Linked DNA regions of Zea mays: regions 1, 3 and 4 are each linked to region 2. The links are chromatin contacts, called in public Hi-C maps. All regions are on one chromosome and are shown on one strand. Each heading gives the region's core, a stretch centred on a gene start, on an enhancer-like site or on the middle of the called end of the contact. The rest is flanking DNA. Distances are from core to core; before and after follow the strand shown.

Evidence for each region. A called contact is a pair of places that touch in the nucleus more often than the background predicts.
Region 1: a Hi-C map of ear shows a contact between it and region 2, with 2.3 times the contacts expected there. The contact joins the promoter of LOC100280730 here to the promoter of LOC100280855 in region 2. A contact is called at or near these places in 3 of 25 Hi-C or Micro-C datasets (ear, leaf and tassel).
Region 3: a Hi-C map of leaf shows a contact between it and region 2, with 2.7 times the contacts expected there. The contact joins the promoter of LOC103653756 here to the promoter of LOC100280855 in region 2. A contact is called at or near these places in 11 of 25 Hi-C or Micro-C datasets (bundle sheath, ear, endosperm and 4 more) and 1 of 3 datasets of contacts at active chromatin or transcription factors (leaf).
Region 4: a contact with region 2 is called in a Hi-C map of tassel, with 2.6 times the contacts expected there. The contact joins the enhancer-like site here to the promoter of LOC100280855 in region 2. A contact is called at or near these places in 3 of 25 Hi-C or Micro-C datasets (ear, leaf and tassel).

What each region holds. Positions count from the first base shown.
Region 1 is chr4:142,498,611-142,501,731 of Zm-B73-REFERENCE-NAM-5.0, forward strand. LOC100280730 (calcium binding atopy-related autoantigen 1) reads left to right here and starts at 1,470. Exons shown (of 9, transcript NM_001366973.1): 1 at 1,470-1,912; 2 at 2,182-2,249; 3 at 2,333-2,556; 4 at 2,833-2,916. The coding sequence starts at 1,597.
Region 2 is chr4:142,061,897-142,064,904 of Zm-B73-REFERENCE-NAM-5.0, forward strand. LOC100280855 reads right to left here and starts at 1,549. Exons shown (of 8, transcript NM_001153775.1): 1 at 1,415-1,549; 2 at 1,108-1,331. The coding sequence starts at 1,432.
Region 3 is chr4:142,438,377-142,441,346 of Zm-B73-REFERENCE-NAM-5.0, forward strand. LOC103653756 reads right to left here and starts at 1,579. Exons shown (of 14, transcript NM_001382833.1): 1 at 1,389-1,579; 2 at 263-466; 3 at 9-190. The coding sequence starts at 1,508.
Region 4 is chr4:142,366,535-142,369,373 of Zm-B73-REFERENCE-NAM-5.0, forward strand. No RefSeq gene overlaps it. Among protein-coding and RNA genes, the nearest start is that of LOC103653756, 72 kb to the right of the region's middle. Within about 2 kb of position 1,542, at least 16 of the 20 cell types and tissues checked have an H3K27ac peak or open chromatin away from gene starts, as enhancers often do. A contact at or near this core is called in ear and tassel, where this site is marked.

The DNA.
Region 1 (3,121 bases), core at 220-2,719, 440 kb after region 2:
TTCCTGCTGGGATTGTATCATAATTTGGCCTGAGGCTATTTAGGCAAGGACAAGAGGGAGTTACCTTTGTCGACTGGAGATTATGGTGGTGAGACGTGAGTGTGTTGTGTTGAATATGAGATGAATTGGATTGATAGGTTTGGTGATACCTTGTAGATATATGTACCTTGATTATGACATATGCATAGGAAACCCACAACCAAACAATATGTTCTTTTCTTTACCCTTGCATATCGCTTACCATATAGCAAAACAAACATAGAGTGGAAAACAATGATTAGTATATATTATACTAAAAACTAGTGACATGGGTGAGGATTCAGGCTACTCTTCTATAAACGGTGAGTAGGAGGAATAGATAATATCGTTCTATGGTGAGGATTTTGGAGTGTTTGACTCGCTACGTGCTATGCTCTACTCTAAGAACATATTTGAGAACAAGATAAGGAATGGACTAAAATCCTTTTACTATTTAATTTTAAATAACCCGGAAATTTTAGCCTTTTAAATCCCTTTTACCCCTGACTCCTAAACAAACCCTAATATTGTTCTATGTGGTTTCTTCCGTGTGGTGTACTAAAATGCAGAACTATGAGTTGTAACCCCTTCTAATATATGTTGTCGCGTTGTATAAAATATGGTACTCACTGAATAATGATAATACTTTAGTTTGGACATTTTTAGATGATGTTATTTTGTAATTTATGAATTTCCGTATGAGAAAATTGTCGCCAAAGGTTAATAAAGTCACGTGACTTATTGATATTCTCGATGCCACTAGCTGTCTAGCTTAACTGCTATTAGAGATGTCAATGGGGACCCGATACCCGATAACCCATGGGGAATTCCCCTATTAGGGTACGGGTATGGGACAAAAATTGTCCCCATGAGTGTGGATATGTGACAAAATCTCCACCCATTGGGTAAACGGGTTTGGGAAGCAATAATCCGAACCCGATTACCCATGGGTATTTCATACGTGTACACCTGTCCTGTTTGTATGAATGAGTTGAGGCCGAGTCGGCCATCAAACCCGGCAGACTCCATTTCTTATATTGGTCCCAAGTACTGATTTCTTTTCTGATGGATGGATGAATAGATAATGCTTCATGGATGAGTGCTTACCGATGTAGTGATGTGTGAAATCTGGATAGTTTGTGCTAGATGTTAGTACCTAGTTATTCCTTAATTGGGGATGGGGACCCATTGGGGACCCGAAACCCGAATGGGGATGGATATGGGATGAGTTTTGTACCCATGACGGGTATGGGTATGGGGATGTATCAAACATGATGGGGATGGGTCTGGGAATGCTATAACCCGATGGGGAATTACCCATTGACATCTCTAACTGCTATATATACCCACTTTTGAGAAAACATTTCTTTCACATGCATATTGCATAACGCCTACCAAGTCAGGGACTCCACGTCCACGGCACAAAACAGGGGAGCCCAACAAAGCCGGCCAGCTATCGCCTATTCCTTCCCTCCCTCGCATTCCGGCAGGCTCCGCAAACGTCCGTGCGCCCCCGCGTCGCCGCTTCCTCCGTCCCTTCCGTTCTCGGCGAATCGAATCCGCTAGCCCCCGACATTTATGGCTGCCGCGTTAACTCGCCTCCGATCCGCCGTCGAGCGGCTCGGGCCTTCCCGCGCCCGCGCCTTCTCATCAGCCGCTGCTGAGGCCGGGGCTGCGGGACCGTGCAGCGACTCTAGGGCTTTCGCCGCGGCCTCGGTGGCCGCCGGCTCAGGTCTCGGGATCTGGCTGCTGTCCTCGAACCCGCAGCCACTCACAGAGTCCGGCCAGGCGGAGGATGCCGCCACCGCGGGAGGTGGAGGCAACAGGGCCTTCTCCGCAGCTTTTGGCGGTGTCGGAGCCACCGGGGAGCGGGAGGGCATGTTTCTGTTCGGAGGTGAGCATTGGTTGAGTCCGTAGCGCTGTGGAATGAATTAGCTCGTCTGTGTTATTTTCTTGTGTAGATAAACTGTGATGCGTACGAGCCTGTGGATTTGTTTATGGCCATCGTTGCACGAAAAATGCTAGTGGTTTTTTTTGTGGCCGAGTCGCCGTCAGCGTTCTTCTCGTTTGACGAGCATTTGTAGTTACGTATATTATATATTTAAGTTAGGTGGTCATAGTTGGTAGAAACGGCATGATGATTTGGTTACCATCGCCATGTAGATTCATATCGCCGAAGGGTGTTCTTCAAGTACGAGAAGAGGATTAGGACGCGCAGCCCTCCAGAGAAGGTAATGCGGCATTCTATATTGAGAATAACCATTCTACGTCATATGGAATTTTCACATTCAAATTCTTGTGCTTCTTATGCTAGATCTTTGAGTACTTCGCATCCGTCCACAGCCCAGAGGGTGAGATGTACATGTTACCTACCGACCTGATGAGGGCGGTTGTTCCTGTTTTCCCCTCATCTGAGTCCAAAAATGTCAGGGAAGGGAGATTGAAGGGGGAGCGCCACCCTGGCGAGCTACAATGTGCTCCATCTGAGTTTTTCATGCTATTCGATACAAATGGTGATGGTGTCATCTCCTTTTCTGAGTAAGTGGGTTGTGAGTTCAACCAAAATGATTGCCTTTGCTCTGCCATCTACTATTATATCTGCATCATATTGGCGAAGCTGTTCGGCTGCCGGTTTTGATAATAGCTGTGGCTGCAAATGTGCTGAAGAAACTGTGTCGGCTGCAGAAGCTACGTCAGGCGGCGGCAGCAGATGCTGCTGTAGAAACAAGCAGCCTATCACTATGCTATTAGTGCTGCATGCCTTTCTTCTGTAAGCCATATGTCATTATTAATTCTTAATGTTGCGCCATGCAGGTATATCTTCTTTGTAACATTACTTAGTATCCCTGAATCAAGCTTCCATGTGGCTTTTAAGATGTTTGACCTTGACCACAATGGGTATGTTATCTTCCAGCTACTGGACCCCGTTCATATTCTCTAGAGGCTTCTTTGTGCATCTCAGCATCTGGTCCCTCTTTTCTTATTTTAAATTAATTAGCTCTGACCCCTTTCAAAATGGATGTCATATTCTCACTTACTTTGTTTGGAATATTTTCGACTAGTCATATCTTGTCTGGACATACTGGTGTTAAATGACTATGGT
Region 2 (3,008 bases), core at 299-2,798:
CTGCATAGTTGTTATCGGTTTAGCAAAACTTAAGCATAAATAACATCATATTCTCATTGTAACCCTTGATCTCTCACTCTATAAATAAGGAATCAATCATAATTGCAACAACCCAATAACTCCTAAGGAAAATTTACACTCAGACTATAATAAAATGTGCATACCTAAATATCAGTGCCCATGAACTCACATCCTAGGCTTCTGGTGAAGGGCTCAGAACCAAGCACAGAAAACAGCTGTGGTACAAGCTTTTACATATAAAAATTCCCAAATGGCCACTGAAATCACCAGTTTGGAACATTATATGTTACTAAATTTCAACTCTCATCAAAATTGACAAACTATACCACACCCTCACTAGAGTGCAAAAATCAACAGTGACCATAGGAGCAGTTGAAGATAATTGTTTAGGGGTGGGCGGCAAGATAAGAGATAAATACATATACACTATGATGAAATGCAGCATACAGCAGAGGCAAGCGCCGTCGCCCATGGCGTTCTGCTGCGGGGTTGCCCTGTCCGTACCCATTGCTTTTCCATAGATATGCATGTACCACACCACTGCAGAGAGCTAATAAATGTATGTCATGTCGCTAGCTAGCTAAGTGCCATGTCCATCAGTCATTGCATCATATACACGTCGTTGCGCTCATAATCGTCATCAATGATCAAGCTAGTACTCAGCTCTTTACTCCACCTCCTCCCCCCCCCCCCCCCCCTCAACAAGCAGTTGGGCTCCATCCAATCTATTGCAATATCCTGAGGAATGTACATGCTGAGATAGCACAGTTCTCTATTCATGTTCTAGGCATCTCACATGTTCCTGGCAGCAAATAAAATTTCACGAAGCAATGTCCAATTGCAACTAGCAGATGAACAACTCACACTACTGAGGAAACAAATCAATACATAAACAGGTCTGGAACCCATCTACTCAGCGTCTAATTGCATCAAACTACATTCCAGCAGAACAATTGGGACTATCTCCCCTTCTAATTAAACTAGGGCGAAGGTTATGTTCCTGTAGATTGAAGGAAACTACAGCACCGAATCCAAAATCAAAGAGCCAATTAACGCGACGTATCAAGGAAGGGAAGAGGCCCGCACAGTACAAAGCAGAAACCGCATGGGGTCTTGGAGTTCTTGTCGAGCCCCATGATGATCTTCTTGATCTCGCCGGCGCGGGAGAAGAGCTCGTAGGCCTGCTCCTCCGTGGTGTAGAAGGACATATTACCGATGTACAGCGTTGTCGACGCAAGCAGCGCCGCCTCATACTCCTCCTGCGTCCCCTTGAACCGGCGGTCCCTGTACGCCGAGAGCTTGCTGGGGTCCTGGAGGCAGCAGGGGAAGCTGCGTCAGCACCGCGAGGCGAGGGGATCCGATGCTCGGGGAATTAGGGTTTTGGGATCCGTACCTTGAAAAGGGACGCCATTGCGGGCTGCGGCGGCGGCCGGGCGTGCTAGGTCGAACTCTCCGTTCAGCAGTTGAGGGGGCTTGGCTCGACCGTAGAACCGCCGGGCGTGGGAATTTTGGTCGAACTCTCCCGTTCAAGTCCCAACCAACTCCGTATTCGTATTTGTTCAAATCAAATTTTAATGGCAATTTTAATATTGGTTTTTAGTATTTTTTTACCAACAAAACCGTAAAATATACTATACTATCCATAAAAAATATTTGATAAAATCATTTAAAACTTAAATTTTATTACTAATTACAAATAATTTTAGATTGAATAAATATACTAAAAGATGATGTACACCGTTTAAAATGTTAAAAATTATTTATATAATAAATAAATAATTGTGTTAATCTTATATTACTAGTGATATAAAATGATAAAATTTTAATTAATATTAAAAAGACTAATTTTAAATACATTAGATATATGGGATTTTTAATCTAAAATACAAATATAGCTTGTATAAAAGTATATTTAGAGTCTATAATACAAATATACCTGGTATAATAATTTTAAAATAATATAATATTCAACTAAGATTCATAAACATTCAACTACAAATCACCACTTTATACTATATAGATTAATTTATTTATCATTTTTGTTTAAATTTTGGTACACACATTTATATAGGGTATTTATCAGCACCCTTGGGTGCGGATTCCCTACGTGCTATAGTCAAACTAGATCTGCGTAGAAAGGACAGGCTACAGACTCCATTCTCGATATGGTTCAAGACGACAAGACCCCACTGCGGAGTCAGCAGAATACATGACTGGGACCCCTACCACGCGGAAGCGCAATGGGCCCCTCGCCACTTAGGCCTTCGAAAAGGCACCCTCCTGAAATGGCTCTCGCGAGCCCGCTGGCAAGCTTCGGTTGCACCATGTGGCCTCCTTGCCACCCGTGGGGTCCGACGACACCACATGCCCCTAGGGTCCCGCCAGGGCCCTCGGACCCCTTAGGAGGCTTCTGGACCCCTAGTGTAGGCCCCTCAAGCTCCTGCTCCATCGGCTATTGCGTGAGACACGGTAGCCCCAACACCCAGGCTCTAGGCACACCACATGTATTCTAGATGCCCCTCGACGGCCTCGGACGGGAGGGCTCTAGAGGCACCACATGGGCCTGGGGTTTGATGTTCGTGGTGGGCTCTAGGCGTGCCATGCACCCGAACCACCCATACCACATACCTGGTCGGGCCTTGTTCAGTTAGGGGTGGATTGAGGGGGATTGAAGGGGATTAAACCCCCTAGAATAGGAGGGCATTTAATCCCCTTCAATCCCCCTCAATCCACCCCTAACTGAACAAGCCCTTAAGGATTGGTTGAGTCAGAAGACTCATGACATTTTTGTAACCACTATGTGTCCATCGTCTCCTCATAATGAGGACCCAACATTTCTGGTTGTGGCAATAGTATGTCACTATAGCGACACATGCGAGGTGCTATGCGTCCTACCACGTGATATTCGTCTAGAGGGGGGTGAATAGGAAGCACCTGAAAATTCAATACTTAAACAAAAACTTGACCTGATTAAGTTTTTGAATGAT
Region 3 (2,970 bases), core at 329-2,828, 380 kb after region 2:
TTTCTTACTTAGCAGTCCTCAAGAAGTGATGGAACATATCATTTATCAAATCATCACATTCAAGATCTAGCATCACCACGCAGGACCGAACTTTTGCCACAGTATCAAGAATTGAAGTTCTCCTTCCAAAGAAGGGGCTCTCTATGTCATCCAGATGCTCAAAGGCCCCCACAATTAAAGAGAATACATCCTAAAATCAAGTAAAAACATATGTAAGTACACACAGAACAACAGAAATCATTTTATTCAGGGCAGAATATACCTTCATTGCATCATCATCATATGGAGCATCAGGCGCCGTGATCCGTGTGATCTCAGATATGCATGATGCCACAGCAAGTCTAACATTTGAATCAGCATGGCCCAGCAGCTCTTTCTTGACCAGAGCTTCAGTTGCTGGGCGAAGAGCATTTGATATGCTTTCGCGAGGTGACTGCTCTACTTTAATTAAACATTCCTCAACTTCCTGCATGAACAAACCATCAACCAACCTGATGACTTCATACGATTCGAGGAACAAGCTTAGGTAGGTCAGTTAGCAAGATCAAAGTCTTCATATTTACTCAAACAGTATGAGTACATCATTTCCAGTAAACCCTAAACCATGGCAAATTGCTCTGTACAGTAAGAAAAATGAAACTAAAAAATGCTAAAATTATATTAAAGCATCAGTTTTCCTGGTTCCACAGTTTCCACCGTCATCGTGCCCCTGCATTTAAATTGAAACAATGCTAAAATTATATACAAATGGGGATTTGAACCATGGTTGTTGACTCCAAAACCACGTTGGCGTCCACCTAGCCAACAAAACACAGTGAATAAACTAGGATAATGCAAAACTAGAATCCTATATTAGTCAAAAACCTCAATCAAATCAATAAGATACTAGGAGGCCAACACCTCCAGTTTCCTCTCAAACCAAACAAGACCATAAAAACTACAAATAAAATCGTCACGGTTTCAATGTCCAATAGATAATTACTCCACGTTTGAACTCCAAAAAATATAAAATTTAAGTTCAAGAAGAAGCCAAGTCTCAAAAGACAACATAAAAGGTAAACTGGTTCCAAGGAAATCAGATAACTCCTTGTAGCAACAGTCCAGCATGGAGAACACACATCCTGTTTTGTTGGAACAAAATAAATTTACAGATTTCATAGCCTGGAAGACAACTTAAAGCAAATCACCAGGCCTAGTAGCATTTCATCCGCGACCCAACCAATCATGGCGAACAGGTAAGGGCACGACATTCACTCGGTTCCTACTAATGCCAAATCCAAACAGCCGTAAGCGCGCAGGCGAATACGACACATCATAGAAGCGCAGTCCTAACATATGCATAACAATCAACGGGAGGAGAACAAGAGCTAAAGGAGGAGCAGGCTCACGATGAGGAGGTTGAGCAGGTCCTCCGCGTCGTCGGAAGGCGCCTGCAGCCGTTCCCCGACATCCCTGAGCCGGTCCTCTAGCTGCCGCGTCTCCTGTTCCGCGGCAGGATCCTCCGCCATTTCCCGGACAGATCGAAAGCGCCCGCTCTAGATCTATCGCTGCTAGGGTTCCCCCTCGCGAGTCGCGACCTCGCTCGGCGTCGCACTCGGCGTCAGTGCCGTCGAGGAGCACGAGAGGGGTTTAGCGGTGGAGCGGTGCTGGATGAGAATGAGATTCCGCAGTGGGTATTCTCTCCTCGCCCCCCGTCCCTCTCCTCGCCCCCGCGCTACGCGACGAGGTTTCGGTGCGCGGGCGGGGGCTGGTGCCTTTGTGTTCGTTTGTGGTGTGGCTAGTAGGGCTCGGGCCTCGAACGAGCCCAGCCGAGACTCTTATTTGAATTTGTTTTTATAACGAGTCGAGCCGAGCTAAGCCGACTCGTGAGCCTAACAAAATTGATCGATTTATAGAATAATAATGAATATTAGATAATTTTATGGATAGTAGTTTATTTTTTAGTCTTTGATGATAAATATATTGCAAGTTATAATTAAAATTACTCATAATGTTGAATGATGATTCTATATTTTAAATTTATATAATGTTAATTCACTAAATAATACAACAATAAGTACCAGAATATAGCTCGCGAGCCGAGCCTCTTTCGTGAGCTCGTGAAATGGACGAGCCGAGCTCGTTCAGGCACCGAGCCGAGCTCGGCTCGGCTCGTTTCCAACCCTAGTGGCTAGGGAGTTATTTGGCATTGTGATACCGTGAATGTAGACGTTTGCTACTCTGCGATCGACCTCGTCGCTAAATCTTTTATATCTACTACTTTATGGGCTGATTGGTTCCCCGGCTGGCGCGTGCATAGCTCGAGCGGGCCTAGACCTCCAGAGAAGTTCACTCTCCACATCTCCAGACGTGCAGGCCAGACAGTGAAAAATGAGCTAAACTGCATGCGCGCATGCAGGACCATGGACAGGCAACCGAACACGCGTTTGTGCGCGGTCAATGCACGGCGCGAGCCTACGCGCGTGGGACACGGTAACCAATCAGCCCCTATATATGATCTATATGATCCTAATGTGGGTGTCCACATGCTTCATCATGCCCTCGCCACACTACCCTCTGTCGTCCACACCGTCGTCTGCTTCACCACATGTCCGTGCCATCCTCTCCCTTCCCAGATCACGGCGCCCGCGGTGCCTTCCATTGTCGCCCGCACGCGCGAGGCATCCTCTCCCTTCCCCGCATCGTGGCGCCCATGGCGCCTTCCATCGTCGCGCGCGTGGGAGCTTGGCCCCGACATTGTTTGCCTCTGCTGCAATTAGGGATGGCAACGGGTACATACCCGTCGGGTAGTACCATTCCATACCCGTACCCATCAAAAAAAATTCTACCCGTCGGGTCACCCATATATACTCGCGGGTATAAAATCTTACTCATGCCATACCCGCGGGTATTTTTACCCGTCGGGTAACCCGTACCCGCTAGGAAAGTCTTAATTCCAATATATCAATCACTCAAAATATTAAATAAACG
Region 4 (2,839 bases), core at 292-2,791, 300 kb after region 2:
CGAGTTGTTCTAGTTTTGTAAGATACAAAGATTTTATTCTATATCTACATAACCTCTCTAATTTTGTTTTTCAGAAACGGTTGTTATAGTTGTTGTTGAAATGTTTTATGTTAGAGTAAGTGTCCTATACTTTCGTTTTTATTAGAGGTTCTCTTAGGTAGTGTTTGGTTCTAAAATTTAGTTGGGTGGAGCGTCTCTGTTCTATATTACAAGGATAGAACGGCTACATTCTATGTTCGGTAGTCACAACGGAGTTGTGTTTTTTTTTTGTTCGGTTCTAGAGTGATCCAGAATGGAGTGGCTCCATTCCGTGTTTGCTCTAGAATAAAGCAAAACAGAAGAGGAGGCTATCGATAGGAACGGGTAGAGGAGCGCTGGACTCGCGAGCGTACAGGTTCGGTCGTTTTTGGGAGCCCAAATATGCCTCATATTAGAGGAATATTTCACTTTGGAGCGGCTCGGTTTTATATGGAATCAAACCAAACATGTTATATATGCTTGAACAGAGCGGCTCGTTACCTAACTCTGGAAACAAACAGTTTGTTTCCCTCAACCATCATCGAAGCCTCACTTTCTTAACTTTTAAAATATCTTATTCAGTCTCAAAAAATTCATCTAGACTAGGTTTCATTCATTCTAGAACTACCAAAAATTTGTTCGTTGCATCCCTTAAATTTTGTATTGTAGACTTAATTTTATCCGTGAACTATATATTAAAGTGTATTTGTCTCTAAACTTTGTATTTTATGCCCAGATTCATCCATATATATAAATTAGTTAGACCATTTTATAGCTTATTTTGTTATAATCATGATATAGATCCAAAACAAGAACCATTTCTCTAGTTAGAAGCTGTTTTACTTGGGGAAGGACGCGGATACATGAGTAGAATACTGCCGCCTTTATGGAAAATATACTAGTTTATATTTATGTAAGTTTTTTTACATTATCTAAATAAAGGTGACATTAATACATAACACCCAGCCAACCACTAACGTATAGGCGTGGTCCTTATTGATGGCACGCTCGCAGTTAATAATGGCTCAGATTCCTACGAATACAAAAACATACTCCTACATACGGTAGTATGCAGGCTGTGAAATTAAAGGTGGTTTTCGATCGAGGTCCTCTGCAGTCTACTCTTTTAGTATAAAACCGATGAGGCAGCGTGGTCCCGGGAGAGCTTTTCCGTCTTTCGAGCGGCGGGAGGCTCGCTTGCTGTTGCTGGTGCTCAGGCTTGGCTGATTCCCTTTCATGCATGCATGCATATGCACAGCACAGGCACAGGGACAGGGCCACAGGCAGAGGCGGGTAGGTAGATCGATCGACGACGCGAATACGGCGCTGTCAAATCTAACTTGTAGTGTAGTATACTCCTACTATACAATGTATACGTACGTACGTACCAGCGGTTGATTACTCGACAGGTGTACCACCGGTGGAGTCTACTTTAATCCGCGCGTGATTGGTCGGTCGGGCAGGTACCGTACGTAGGCGTAGGGTGGGCACCACCACCACGCTAGCTAGCTAAGCGCATGGTCCGCTCGACTGTATATACCACGAGACGGCCGTCGCCTCACCTGCCGCCTGCCTGCCTGCCGCAGAGTAGCTATACAACGATCTCCATGCACGACGCGCCGTACGCACGCCGCAGAGCCCATCCTTGCCAACGACCGCCCGTCGGTCATTGCGTCTGTTAGTGAGTTACTCTGCACTCCCTGGACCCACATGTCCGTGTGCGCACCGAAGAAAGAGTCACTGATCGTTGGAGTCCGTTAGTCAGTCAGAAAAAACAAATCCGCCAACCCGCCTCGTTCGAACCCTGCAGCACCGAGCCTGGGACCGGAGATGGTAGAGTCTCACAAGAGAGCACGGATTTGTCGGAATGGAACCACTCGAGTGGATCCTACGCCTAGCCCCGGACTGACCCGCCATAAATGATTGGTTGTGTTAACCATGCCTGGCACCAAGCCACAGCGTAAGCGCTGGTCCGCTTTCCACTCATGACCTACGGACCCCTTAGGCCGCATAGCACTCATAACCTACGAGCCCCCGGACTCCAGCACATTAATAGCTCGCGCGCCCCTTGGCCTGTGGCGCACTTATGGTCTATCGGACTAGGCCTGAGTGCGAGCGCAGGGCACTACACGATGAGACGCGCCGAGCCCTAGGCTACGGAGGCCAGGGGTCAGTATAGCTCGAATGATGGCACCTAGGACCATCGCTGCCCCCACGTCATCCACCACGATAAATATGCGATAACCAGGCCGCCCCGGACCCTACGAATACACGTCGCTCCACCCAAGGTAAAACACTGGTTTTACCCCTTCCTTACGACTCCTTTCTAGAGAAGCCACCACTGGCCGACCCATCTCCCGACCTATAAAAGGGAGAGGGCCGCCTCTGGGGAGGGAGCGATCGATCGAGGAACAGAAGGACAGACTGAGGGACGACAGAACGCCTTCAGATGGAGACGAGCCCACAAGAGTCAACATGAGGAGGAGCGCCGACAAGGACAAGAAGGGTGGAGCCCCGCCAAGCCAAGACTTAGCTAGGACCCCACCTTACAACTTCTAAGCTCCACTTTCACCCCGATAAGAGATTTGGGAGCCTCTCCTCCCTTGTAATACCCAAAAGGTGTAAAGAGAAGATATATATGTTTTACATATGTATGTTTGCCTTCATTTGTTATAACATGTGAATAATCACATCAAAAACCATTAATTAACTAATGACACCAAAAATAATACATGCATCATGCTGAGGTTTTATTTTGTGTGCATTTTGTGACAATATAAAAATAATGTAAAAAGAAATATGTTAATACTCAAATTGGAAT